2 separate regions of the Acanthopagrus latus genome follow, and region 1 is linked to region 2. Evidence: chromatin contacts called from public Hi-C data. All regions are on one chromosome and are shown on one strand. Each heading gives the region's core, a stretch centred on a gene start, on an enhancer-like site or on the middle of the called end of the contact. The rest is flanking DNA. Distances are from core to core; before and after follow the strand shown. Region 1 holds the start of tfap2a (transcription factor AP-2-alpha). Region 2 holds the start of eef1e1 (eukaryotic translation elongation factor 1 epsilon-1).

Region 1 (6,954 bases), core at 3,072-5,571, 460 kb after region 2:
TCTTCTCTTCTCTCTCCTGCAAGCTCGCGATGGCCCCGGCGATCAGATGTGTGCCACAGCAGCAGCAGGACGATAATCCATCAGAAATAAACGGTTAGATCCCCGCTGCCCTTCATCTGGGTCTAAGAAAAAAATGTAGATATTCGGCGGTGCTGGCGGATTTGGGTCGAAAAGTTTCTCTTGGAGGAAGAAGAAGAAAAAAAAACCCTCTCTCTTTTCTCCCCTGCTCTCCTTTGGCTTCTATCACAGTGCTGCCGTCCCCTCGCTTGAGCTCATATTAGCAAAAGAAGCCGCTTCTTCGTCTCCCTCTTGGACTCCTAATGGAACGCGTTCATGACTATTAATATTACAGCAATACTTAATAATAAGGAAAAAGAATGGTCGGAAATCGGGCGTGAAGCGGAGGACGCAACTCAAGGCAGGAGTCTGCGCTTAAATGACGTCCATTGAAAGGAGGAATCAGTATATCTAATCAGAGATGGGGAGAGAGAGAGAGTGAGGGAGGGAGGGAGAGAGAGAGAGAGGGAGTGAGAGACTGTGGAGGGAGTGGAGAGAGAGAGAGAGACAAAAAGAGGGACATTCACTCCCGTCTGACGAATCAGAGAGAGGGGGGGGAGGAGGAGGGGGGCATTTTAAAAGGGTCCCAGGGCCAAAGCGCAAAAGTGAAAGAAAGACATAGGAATGGAGGGAGGTGGACCGCAGACAGGCGAAGGAGAAGGAGAAGGGGAATGAAGGAGAAGGAGAAGGAGAAGGGGAAGCAGCCATGGAAGGAAACAATGTGCACCTCTGAACTGGGTGAAAATCCAGCAGGCGACGCGGCGGGCTCGTTTCTACCACTCGTCCCTTTGTTTTCCAGCTCAGACTCCGACAGCGAGCTGTCCTCCATGGGTCTCCCTCCTCTCCTCTGTCTCCGCCGAATTAATCCACCGGTTCCTCCTCGACTCCGAACCCAGAGTCACACCGGCTATAACTTTTAACTTTTAACCCGGAAAGACGGAGGGAAATAAAAATAAAAAAATAAAAAAAAACAAGATAAAATAAAATCCCCCAAAGTCTGAATGAGGGCCGCTCGGATACGTCGCTCCGACCAACTTTTACGCGCGGCTCAAACAACTCCACTCCCCTTCCTGCTCAATCACGCATTTTTTAAAAAAAGAAAAAAGGGCAAGAAAATATTACGAAACAGCGGGGCTGTGACCGGATTTCGATTGCGAATTTTTCATTTCCTCGCGTCGAACGCCAACAAGAGAGGGGGGCCGAGCATTAGCCTTGTAAATTAAAACAAGCACCACAACTACAACACGGAGGTGGACAGCTTTTTTTTTTTTTTGTTTGGTTTGTTTTTTGTTTTCCTGTTCCCGGGCCGTCCCTATCGTCCCAGGACTCGGACGAAAAAAAAAAAAAAAAAGAACAGAAACACGTCCGACTGGCTTCTCCACTCTCAAACAAGTCCCTGATATTACTGCCAAAACTTTGCCTGTGTCCATAACAACAGTCACTGCGTGTATGCAGTCCACACACACACACACACACACACACACGCACAGGCACAATCTGACGAGCTCAAATTGCAGAGATATTAAAAATTGAAGGATGAAATGTCCAAGCCGCCAGTGAAGGCGGCTGTGTGAGCGCTTGCGTCTGCCATTCAGTTCAAATATGTATTTTTAATTAAACGCGTGGTAAGTGAGCACCGTCGTCTTTTTAAAAAAATTTTCACGTGTCATTTAAAATGTGACTGCAATTTTTTTTTTAAATGTGAATTTACAGAGAAATAAATAAACCACAGGTGTGATTTCACTCATGCAACTATATTCACATTTGTATCTAATATATATAAATATTAAACACAGCTGTTGTTACCTGAGTGCTCTGTAATAATGTTAATAATTATCATTATTATTATTACTGATGTTGGAAGTGTTGCCATTTTTTAAAAAAAAATAATGCATTATGATTATCCTCTAATTTCTCTCTACAAAATAAATACACCAACAAAGAAGAAGAAGCTCTCAGAGATGACATTTAAAATAAGACTTGGACCCGCTCGTCCTGCAGTGGAGCCACACGTGTTCACTAACAGCTGTCAGAAGAATGACAATACATCACATCCCTTAAAAAAAAAAATAATTATCTGAGCAGTACTTTCATTTTTTTTTTTGTCTTTTTTGTTCTTCCTTCAAGAAAATGAAATCAAAAATTAGAACAAATCAGAAAGAGGAAGCCCCTTACCTCGCAATCTTCATATTTAATGTTATCAGTTAATTTCCAAAGCATTTTCATGGGTTGCTGGGGTGGATATTGAGTGTAGGTATCGCCCTTAGTTTCTTGTTTTCACTCACTGAATTGTGCTCCCCCGCTCAGAAAAAAACTACTTTTTATTGAAGCTGTGGGCTGCCTGTCTGTCTTGCGCTCTGAGGTCTCCCTCTAATGGTGGAAGTGAAGGGCTGGAGCAGCTCTGTAATAACACTGGCACAGGGCCTCATTAGCATATCAACAGCCGTTTGATTCCCCCCATCTGCTCCACACACACACACATACACACACACGCACACATGCAAAAAAAAAAAAAAAAAAAGCACAACACCAATGGACAGCAGCGCACAGGTAAAAAAGACTAAAGCAGCAAGACGCTGCACATGCTTATAATTTCTACTGTTCACTCGGGTGTGTTTGTTGACGGGAGGGTTACAGAGTCAAGCGTGGGGACTTTTTTTTTTTTTTCCTCCACCGTGCACCTGGGACGCTCTCTCTTTTTTGGGGCGAATTGCTACAGGAATACACAGCACCTTTATAACGAACGACTGCGATTTTAATTCTTACCAAAAGAAATACAAAATAGCTCGGAAATAACTTTTTTTTTTTTAAACTGTTTGTATTGAATCGTGCGCGAAACCAGCATGCCTATGTAAATACGACCCTGTCACACACTATTTCTTCTTCTTTTCACCCACCACCCTTGATTTTTTTCTTTTTTCTTCTTTTTTAAACTCCCAAACTGTTATTTTAATCCCATTGAGAGTGGGGACCTTGAGAGGCTATTCTCTCAGTGTTATGGTAAAAAGGTGAGCCATTGGAAGCGGCTCTACAGGTCCACCGGCTACCTGTGAGGGCGTAGGGGGCTTTTGGAGGTGGGTGGGTGTAGTGGGGGGGGGCGGAATGTAAATAATTAACACAACAACATGGCCTTGTTTCATCTGAATGAGCGGCGGTGAGGGCCCGGCTCTGCCCTGACGCCGGCCGAGCCTTCACCTCAGCAGGTCGTGGGTCAGCAGACAGGTCGCCAGCTCTTTAAGGCGTTGGCCCCTCTCGCCCCCCCCTTCACATTTTTTTTTTTCCTGGATTACCATTTTTGGTGGAGTGCCCTGTTTTGTTTTGTTTTTTTTTCTAGAGCGGTTGTTATTAATGAGAATGGAGCGATGATACTGGCTGACAATGACAGCTGCATGTATGCATGCGGCGTGTGTGTGCGTGTGTGTGTGTGTGTGTGTGTGTGTGTGTGTGTGTGTTTTCTGGGGGTTATGTGTGACTGACGGCTGAAACTAAAAGTGTTAGTTTCTGCAAAGATCGTCTCTTAAATCACCCACTGCTCACAAAACAAGGCCAGTTTGTCAGAGGAGCGCAGACCATCCCATGCAGTGAGACTGTGGAGAAAGTCAGGCTGGGATGCTCATGAGTTTAAAAAGGAGCAAATATAAATACAGTCACCGCGAATTACATGTAGAAGGTTTTTTTTTTTTTTCTTACTTTAAAGGCGCAACAAAAGCTGCGTTTTCTGTTGTGGTTTTTTTTTAACGCCACATCACTTCACGTCTATGATCAGACACATCTGTATGGATCCGGACTGCCCGTGATTACAACAACCTCCTCGTTTCAAAACACCGAGGTGCACGATCTGACATGTAAGCTCGCATCACCGCAGACTCCCCCCCCCCCCCCAAATAAAATATCCTCAACTTCTCCCGTGTGATCTCCTGACGCGTAAAAATCCACACGCTTTAACGCAGGAGTCCCTCCACAAGCTCCCCTCAACCAAAGATCTGCACGGCGCCTGTGCAGCCTCATCCCCACAACAAGTCGACACTTTGACAGTTTTTCAAGGATTATGTTTTGTTCTTTCTTTCTCCACAGCCGTCTCTTTGTCTTAAAGTAAGCAGCACGTACCTGCCATTCCCCCATTTTGCCCATAATTGACATTCTTTGTCTTCTGCTGCCTTTTTTTTTGCCGTGGGGAGTGGGGGGGGGTAGGTTTTCTTCTTCGTGGTCGATCCCGATGCCGTGTCCTATCTCATCGAGCCTTCGGTCCCAGAGTAAAACCTTTTACTCTTTACCTGGACCGGATCGCCTCACCTGGCCATAAAAACGGTGTGGGGCCACCTGGTGACGCATGCGCACTGCTCCGGGCGTGGACGAGAAAACGGCAGAGACTACCTGGGAGGGGAAAAAATAAAATAAAGAAGCGAAATAGAGGCCTGAGATGCCACAGTTTGGTCTATAATGTCAGTGAGATGAGATTTTAATCCAAGAAAGATGATGAGAATGAACAAACAGAAGAAAAAAAAACATTTTATTTTTCTCGCTTATTTGAAGAAGATAAAGCATCCAGCACTCACCACAGCCATTGATATAAATAAAGACTATCCAACAGTAATTATATTTGCAGGTAATTGTATTTATAATCGTATAACATATATAAAACATATATAATAGAGTGGCGAATTATGTGCATCAGATGAATTAACATCAAAAATAATTAGCTGTGTATAACAAGTGAGAGAAGTGTTACTGTGCACACCAGCAGACAGGTGAGCTGTCATGCCACAGTTCTGGCCAACATGTCATTATTACAACAAGATAATATCCCTTCTTTAAAATGAAGGAGCAAAACCTAAATTGTTTAATAATCTGTTCGTCTTCAACAAATATCTGCTCCTCCTGTGGGCCAGTGAACCTTTCCATATATTCTTTGTTTTTGTTTTTTCTTCTTCACTTTTTTGCCTTTTACGAAACACAACAAAAACCACAACACGAATTCTCCAGTGAAAGTGTGTCAAGTTAAAAAAAAAAAGAGAGAGAGAGAAAGGAAGAAAGAAAAAACTTGAAGGTTAACTGCCAACATCATTACTTCTACTCAGAGAGCTACCCCACTATTGTGAGGCTCATTATTTATTTATCCACTGTTTATTTCTAATACATACTTATGTAGACCCCTCCGGCCAGGAGCGAATGAGCTCTCCCTCTCACACACACACACACACACACACACACACACACACACACACAGAGAGAGAGAGAGAGAGAGAGAGAGAGAGAGAGAGAGAGAGAGAGAGAGAGAGAGAGAGAGCAACACGTGCGCTCAAAGAGGTGATAATGGTCAAATCTCTAGTTTGAACCCTCGTTTCTCCTCTTCTAAGTTCCTGACGCGGCACACACAGCTGCGCTGCGTGGTTCCGTCACTGCACCACACACTTAATATTATATCATACACTTAATATACATGTGCGCTTTAATGCACTCAGAATACTGGGCAAACTTTCGACTCTCCGTTTTGCATTTCCTCCAATAAATCCTCCCCTACTTCTGTTTCTCTTTTTTTATTATTATTTGTTTGTTTTGCATAATTCCACACTGAATCTATAGATTTTCTTCCCGCTGTTAATATTTAAAACAAGCCTTCATGTTTTTTGACTTCAAAGGCGGACGCGTTTTAACTGCACACACAATACCTGCAGCTATACAGACCTCACCAGGACTGGACAAAGGAGAGGGAGGTGGTGGATGGTGATGGGGGATCAGAAATATTGTTTGGGGCTCTGCGCACTAAGGGAGGAGTAAGTTTTTAAAGCAGAGCTGTCTGAGAGTGGGTTTCTCTCAGACAAGAGCGGGGTCCCTTTTGAATATCCAGCCTGTTTGTCTAGGGCTTGGTTTCAACCACTTCCACCAGAGCACCGGGCCTCCGGGCAGCGTTCAGCTCCCTAAAACTGCGAGCTCTCTTTAATAGGCGTCGGCAACGGCTGCACCTCAGGCCATTTATGCAGCCGCTCAGTGTGGAGAAAATACATTATTATTATTATTATTATTATTATTATTATTATTATTATTATTATTATTATTATTATTATTATTAATTTGGTGGGAGTGTTGTGTGTGGCACTGGTCGAAAAGTGAATTTGCTGAGACACAAACACCTCGGTGCGTAATTTACGCACGGAGGCTGTCTTTGCCAAAAATGCTGTGAAACATTCAAGGAAGCTTTTCCTTGTTGTTTTTTCTAATATTGATCGGTGAGGGGAGGGGGTTATTCCTCGGCCCACAACTTACGGAGAAGTTGGACAATCATCATTGAAGAGAGGCCTCCTTTTTTTTGTTTTTTGATTCCTGTCTGCAGACTCGCACCAGCTGGACGCGTCTGACCGCTGAGGACAGTGACCATCCCGTCACCGCCGAGGGAGCAGAAGCCCCGTGTGGCTGCGTGATATTCATGACAGTGGTGTCTGTTGAGCGAGCAGAGGGGTTTCAGGCCCATATGAAAACGCGGCGCTGCAAAGAGTGATAACTTGTGTTCTAGCGCCACCTTCCTTCAGGATGAGCGTCAGGACGCGCCGCCGGTGGGTTTGAGACAATATTGCAGGTAATTAAAACCAAATGAGAGCGTGTGAGCTGCGAGAATTCCTCAAAGTGAAACGGCCAAACCGACTCCGGTCGACAAAGCAGGTGTTCAGAGGTGCCATGTGGAAATCTGGCAAATAAAAATATCTGGCCCTCGGGTCGAAATCGAGGAGAGTGTCAGGTTTGTTTATCATTTGACCATTACACAATTAGACGTCTCATTTCAGCCTCGCTTTTTGACTTTTACCCCTCTTTACTTTCCCATAAACTTTAATCACACTTTGGAAAACTAAACCCGATCATTTTCACGGTAATGAAATAACGTCTGAAAGCTGAGATCACTTA
Region 2 (6,922 bases), core at 203-2,702:
AGAGGCGCCCAGCGTCCAGAAGACCAGTGGCTGGTGATCCATTTCACGCTGACTGGCGTCAGGCACATTAAAGCATTTTTCTCTGTCATGTGGGGCCATGTCACTGAAGGGCCATACATCAGTCTGTATTCCTGTCGCTTGTGCCTTAACAAGACAAACACACGCACAGTGGCCTAGCTGGTGTGCAGAGATGGGGAATGTGAGAAAAAGTGAGATGCTGTGGCGCCTCTCAAAGGTAGAGATTAAAAACAAAAAAAAAAACCTGCAAAAAGTAAACTGAATTAACTGAATCAACTGCGTTCAAATCTGGGGCAAACATGGATACAAACACATTTACAGTCTACAGACACAACACAACAGCAATTTGGAAGAACAAGACATCAAAGACTTCAAGAGTTCTCTTGAATATCAGCATCTTTACCTTGAGGATGGTCTTCATGTCCTCCTTTGTGCAGCCGTCCAGCTTAGTGACTCTGTGCTCCAGCCACTGCTGCACCACAGCCCTGCTCTCTGCAGAGTCACCCAGCAGCTCCGGGCGCTTGGCCTCTTTGACCAGGTGACAGGCGATGGTCACCAGCCCCACCAGTGGAGCGCCATTATTACTCTGTAGCACAGGTACCTGCATGCAGAGGTGGGGCAGGGAGAGCACAGTGAGACAGAGAGGGAGAAAAAGAAGTAAAGAAAATGTGAATTTCATTTCAGGCATGCTTTTCACCTTCTTAAAGACTGACTTGAACACATTTGTGATAAATGTTTTTGGCTCTGAAGGAGTGTCTTATACGCACAGTGATATCAACATTCCACTTGATAAGGCAGATTAATTAAATGAGGCTGAATGTGTGGGTTAACATCAACCTTTCCCTTAAAGACTGAGCCATTTTCTCTCGTCAATACTTCAGGTGTCAGTCATGTCACAATAGCACAGTACTACAGAGTAACTGCAGCAGTGACAGCTCACCCCTCCTCTCACTTTACATATGTGGGCATGCGCAAAGCAAGGAGCTATTTCCATTGTGCTGAGCTGTGGATATCAGACAGCTGGCCCCAAATGTGCCTGCCTGAATGCTTGTGAAGTATCAGCCTACCTGATGTAAAATATCCGTGACAACCAAATGACAACACAAGCTAGATATGGCGCAGAGCCAAACGTTACATTATCAACACGCACAACCAGCGTGGTAGCATCATCTAGCTAGCCACTGTGTGCTAATTACAATAGCTTACAGCCTTCGTATATCATTAAAAACAGCGGTTTAAAGTCAAGAGTGGATGCCACTAACACGTCCGGCCATGTCACCTTTTTATCCCCCTGTGTGCTGTACTTGTTCGGCTTTTTCAATCCTAAAAATTTCTCCAGCGATGATAGCTCCCGGAGCGCCATGTTTCCGACCGTCGGAGGAGAAGTGCAGCGTGCGTGTGACCCGATTGGCTGAAAGTGTCAACTCCCGCCCAATACGTTTTGACTGACGGTGGATTTAACCAATAAAAGCACAGCAAGCGAGTCTTTCATCACATTGCATCAGTGAATGAGATGTTAAATAAAATAAAATAAAATAAAATAGAATAAAATAAAATGAAATAAAATGAAACATTATATTTAAAAAAATTAAAAGTGGGTAACACATAAGGGAAAACTTATAATAAATGAAACAGACTTAAAAAAAATCAATAATAATTATACCATAAATTATTTATTTAACAAATGTTTTGATTGATTGATTAGTTGCTAATAATGGGGGCCAGGGTGTTTGTGTTAGTGCACATTTTGTATACAGAAAAAAGCAGGAATTAAAAATGTTGGCTTTTCATTAAATCTACAGCAAAACTACAATAAACTGCAAACAAATAACACATCTACCCTATAGCCACTCTGGCAATCATGCTCACTCATGTTGGCTAAAATAATAGAAAAAGGCTGTAATGGATGGGAGATAAATGATGAGTGATATATATGAGTGTAAAAACAAACAACACAAAGCTGTAGTGGTTGGATCGGCTAGACTGTGCTTTGGGAGTATGTTTGACCACATCCCAAGACAAATAAAACTCATTTAATTTGACTTCACCAAACGCACACACAAACACACTCTGCACTCTATCAGAACAGTGTGCTGTTATTGAATATGAGCATCTCCCAGCATTGCTTAGGTGGGCTCAACTCTGTAATCCAACCCCCCAGCAGCATGGGATGAACTGATCAAAACCCAACGTTATGCAATTCCTGCCAGTTCCTAGTAACATGTCTGTTTTCTCAGAACCTCCCCATGAGGATTTGTGCTTAAATGGAATCAAAATGACAGTGGAAAGTCTGGAGTTTCAGTCTGAAGTCCTGAAGCAAATTTTCCCTGTCCTGTCTGTCTGTCTGTCTGTCTGTCTCCGTGGTGTGTCCTGGCTGTGACATTGTGTGTGTCGTGTCTGTTTAGATTTGGACTGTGCCTCTGCGATTCCTCCATAATGAAATGTCACCTGTCAGTCAAATGTGGGCTTATTAACTCCATACTGTCCAAGTGTGTGCGTATTTGTGACACCACAGAGAGTGACAGTCGGGCTGAGGTGTCGCACTACAAGCTTTCTCTCCGTCGGCAGCGGTCCCGCTTCGTAACAGTTTCACCTGGATGACAAGGCTCGAGGTGATGTCTGCAGAAATACAAATCAAAATCATATTTTGGATTTTTATTGACCTTTTTCAGACTGCAATAAAATGTGCAAGGGATGGGAGGGTAAGGGAGACAGAGGCTGGGGAGTCCAAACTGGAGCCCACTGTGACTACTTGTACTGCAGCCTGTATGAGGGCTACATTTACTTTCAGTGACTGGGCAGATTCATGACATGCTAGAGTTCAGATCTGTAAATACATTTAGGTAGACCACGATTTAAAAACACTGCTTTACAACTGAGAGTCCAATTTTGCTCAAGTAGTATTGAGTATACATACTTATGGTATGGTATGGTAAAAGTACTCATTAGGCAGGGATAATTGTCGCTGCTATATTAGATTATTACAGGTTATGCTTGTAAAAGTACAGTATATAGTCATTTAAAGTACAAATACTAATTTCAAGTACATCAGCTGAGTTCTGAATCCATTTCTAAAAGTTACTTTCCACCACTGGATTAGTGCATGGGAACACACTGTTCACAGGGGAACCCCTCGGCACATGTGACCAAATGTGAGTGAAAACAAACTGGAAATCTGCTTCAGGGAGTCGTCAACCAGCCGCTTAATTGGAGGAAATCATTTTCAATCCCGCACAACACAAAAGGCCTCTCCTCCCATATCAGACCATCTGATTTGCCACAGTGGGAAAAGCACAAGAAATAATAATTTCATCATCAAGGGTTCTGTTTTATGTGAGACAGAGAGTCATTTCATTTTGTTATTTACACCTGGGGTTTTCCTCCACTGTGACAGGTCAAAGTGTCCTCCATTTAAAAAAAAGGCCTTTGAGGGACAATGGCAAGATCAATTTATTCATGATGTTTTTCCATATGTCCATATTTGCCCCTTTTTATCCACACTTTTGTGAGTTATGTTTTTCCCTATGACGAGGACATGGCAAATGCAATGTTCTTTTTTCACATCAGCTGAGCAAGCAGGTAGCAGAAAATACAAATACACTACAGATACACAATATCTTTCTCCTGACTCTCCAAAGAGAGTAATTCTTCTTGCTGAGTAAAAGGTGCAATATGTAGGAACTGAGCTCAGCTAAAATTATCAACAGAATGTGAAGTAATAACTAAATAAATGTTGACACATTTGACTCAAAGGCGTCAGTGTTTTATGATAAAGAGATACGTACAGATGAAAACCTCCTTCTCCCAAAGCAAGCCCCTCCAAACACACTCTGGTAGTCTGGGTTAGCTGTCCGGCTAACTGAGCAAACAAGCTAACAGTGGCTACAGTCATGGATGTATAAAAATAATACAGTCAGCAGCAGGTAGTGGTTAATCCGGTGATATGCTAACTCTGTATGTTTGTCAACATAACAAGATAACTATGAGGAGTTTGATGTCATACAGGCAGCAGTTGTGCTTCAAGATCTGATCTGCTTTCGCTGATGTTCATTGCCTTGCACATACCCACATATCCGCATCTTTCCCTGTCACCGTGTGCTTAATGTGAGAGAACAGATGATATTTTTAAACCCAATTTGTTGAGAAAAAGCTGTCCGAGAAAGCAAATTAATTATAAGAATGAGTACGCAGACTATCACAAATGATTAGAGGCCATGGAGCAAGGTAAGGCTAATTCTTCCTTTTTTTTTTTTTTCCCATCCAACCTCCCATTTTTTTTTGCTGTTTGTTTATAGGATCCAGCACGTCATACACTTCTACCCTAGTAGGGCTCCCATAAATGCATGCCTGCAGCGTTAAAATGCGTCTCCTTTAACTAAATGCCTCCAAGCTGCCACATCCTGTCTGTACTCAGGCGGGCTGAGGACACCGATCCTCAGTGCCCAGGACTAACTGTAGCCTGTGGGAGATTGTGATACATAATCTGGGGTCACATTAGGAAGGAAATCTACAGTGGGGGTCACCGATAGTGCCGTGGGGCTTCCCAAGGCAGGCATAGCCATAAACACAGCCTCAGTCCTGGTAGATATATCCCCCCTCTGCTTAGTCTGTAGCTTACAATATGCTGTTACACTGATTTGTCTGGCTGGGGATGCAGGGCCACAGCCCCGCCTGTCTCCTCTGTTACCTTTCATGACCTGTGAAAGCTCCCTGACTGAATACTGTATTTTAACCGCACAGATGCTCGCAAAAAAGGAGAGGGGAGGGATCGGTTTTGAGTAGTCGACATGAACGCTGTCAGCACGGATCGGTGAAATTGCGTATCGGTGCTAGCGCGGAGTGAACACGGGGGACGGGCGCCAGGCGGCTGGGTGACAGTCTGGGAGAAGGCTGCGAGTTGTGAGATGAAGACAGACAGATGTATGGGGGTCAGAGAGCTGCCTGTACCTTCCGCTCCTGTCAGGTTTTGTTTTTTGATTTTATCTTGTCTGAAGAGACGGGGTGGGGGGCGGAGGGTGTTTTTGAAGAAACTAACACGAAAATAGATTTGTCTGAGTGGAAGAGTTTAAAGGTGCCGTACGTAGAAGACAAAGATCTTGGTTCATTTTCATTTTCCTCTGAGAACAGCTTGGTTCATTCCGTTATGGAAAAGATAATTCAAGAAATGTATATAAAACATTCCTGAGTTTGTAATATTATTACCTCATTGACTGGGTTTGGATCTCCTCTTCAAAACTGCATAGCGCCTCTTTAATTGCCATTTTTTGGTTGGGTCGCTTTTTGTAATAGCTGCCAAAACTAGTAATTCTGAAAGAGGTCTGTTTTCACCATATGATGTTCTCCTTGATGGGAAAACTGCCACAGACCGCTTGTCTTAACCACATTATCATCACATCGCAAGTATTTCTCAACATTTCTTTTCAGAATCAATGAATTCATTGGCCTGTTGAGTGTCTTCCCAAAAAACCCCTGGGTGACATCTTTAATCGTCTTGTTTTTTACCCCACGAATAGAAGTCCAAAAGTCAAAGACATTATTCCACTCTCACATGACACAAAAAAAGTAGCATTTGCTCAAAGTAGAGGAGGCAGCACTAGAACATCATTTGACATTTTCACCGAAGGAAATTATGATAGTTTCCAAAAATATCCCTCTTCCCATCAACTGATCCATAAACTGTTCCTGCGCTTGTTTTGCTGTTCCTTAATGTATCTAAATCTCGCTCAACTCATTTCAAGGCAAGACCCCCACTATACAGTAAGTCACTTTCAGCCAGTGTAGTGCACAACTAGTCCGCGCAGTGTGTCTTTTTGGCTCCGGAGCTGCTGGCTCTTGTAGTGGAGGGAGAGTCAGAGGATGCCAGAAATGTCGCACCTCCAGGCGGGACCTTTGGGCCTTCATGACGACAACAGTGATGGGATTATAGGAACCACCCTGCTGCTCCATGCAGGAACAGGCACCCAAAGGCTAAAAACAACAAGCTGGTCCCCTGCTCCCCCCCCCACTCCATCACACACAAACACACACACATGCAAATGAGTGTATGTTCGAATATGTTTACAAGGGAGAGGGGGGTTGAGGGGTTGGATGAGCCCAGTGACAGGAGTGGAGTGATGACATTTTTGTGGCATTTCGTGTCTTTCCCTTAACATTTGTGACATGAGATTAGCATTGGAAGGCATGTTCATGTGTGTGTGTGTGTGTGTGTGTGTGTGCGGAAAGGAAGGAGAGTCTGACTGATCAGGAGAGGCCCTGCAGACAAACGAACAAGTAATAAAGGCACTTTCTCCATTTCCTCCTCCTCTGCTTACATGCCAACCCACAAGGCTGTGGGACACGCTGGGGGACACAGTACCAGCTCACAGTAACAACAAACCCTGTCCCTGCCTCCCATCCAGCAGCAGTCACTTAGGACTATTAATTACCGCTCTGAATTTCCTCCTCCTTACCCGTAGCCATCCGTGTCCCCCTCAGACAAACAACCTCGGTGGGAGGATCTTGATTATTATAGCTTCTGAAAAGTCAGATTGTCTTTTATTGAAGTTGCCCACTGGCCATGCAGGTTTCTCTCCATCTCCCTCTCTCTCCCTCCCTTCCCTCTCTCTGTCTCACTCTCCCTTGTTGTCCCTCGTCCGTGATTCAGACGGAAGTCTTGGAGGAAACCGTTACGCCGGGGCTCTTGCTGTAGGCAGGAGGGTTGACGAGGGGGGAGACTCCCACGCTTGTTGGGGATTCTAACTCACGCAAACCCGGTGCGAGGTCCAAGCGTGCGCGCGGACACATATGCACGCATGTTGGGCGCCCACCATGAGCTGTGGGCCCCGTGTTGTGCAGCCTCAGAGTGGTGTTGCTGTTTTGCGCTTCGCCAGCAGGGAGCACTGTGGCTCTTTGAAAAATCACAAAG

The links. A called contact is a pair of places that touch in the nucleus more often than the background predicts.
Region 1: a contact with region 2 is called in a Hi-C map of muscle, with 6 times the contacts expected there. The contact joins the promoter of tfap2a here to the promoter of eef1e1 in region 2. A contact is called at or near these places in 2 of 4 Hi-C or Micro-C datasets (liver and muscle).

The regions. Positions count from the first base shown.
Region 1 is chr19:10,162,220-10,169,173 of fAcaLat1.1, forward strand. tfap2a (transcription factor AP-2-alpha) reads right to left here and starts at 4,322. Exons shown (of 7, transcript XM_037079266.1): 1 at 4,165-4,322. The coding sequence starts at 4,197. It overlaps mak (serine/threonine-protein kinase MAK), which reads right to left. Exons shown (of 17, transcript XM_037079249.1): 17 at 4,415-4,431.
Region 2 is chr19:9,709,339-9,716,260 of fAcaLat1.1, forward strand. It overlaps eef1e1 (eukaryotic translation elongation factor 1 epsilon-1), which reads right to left and starts at 1,453. Exons shown (of 4, transcript XM_037079576.1): 1 at 1,298-1,453; 2 at 422-619. The coding sequence starts at 1,381.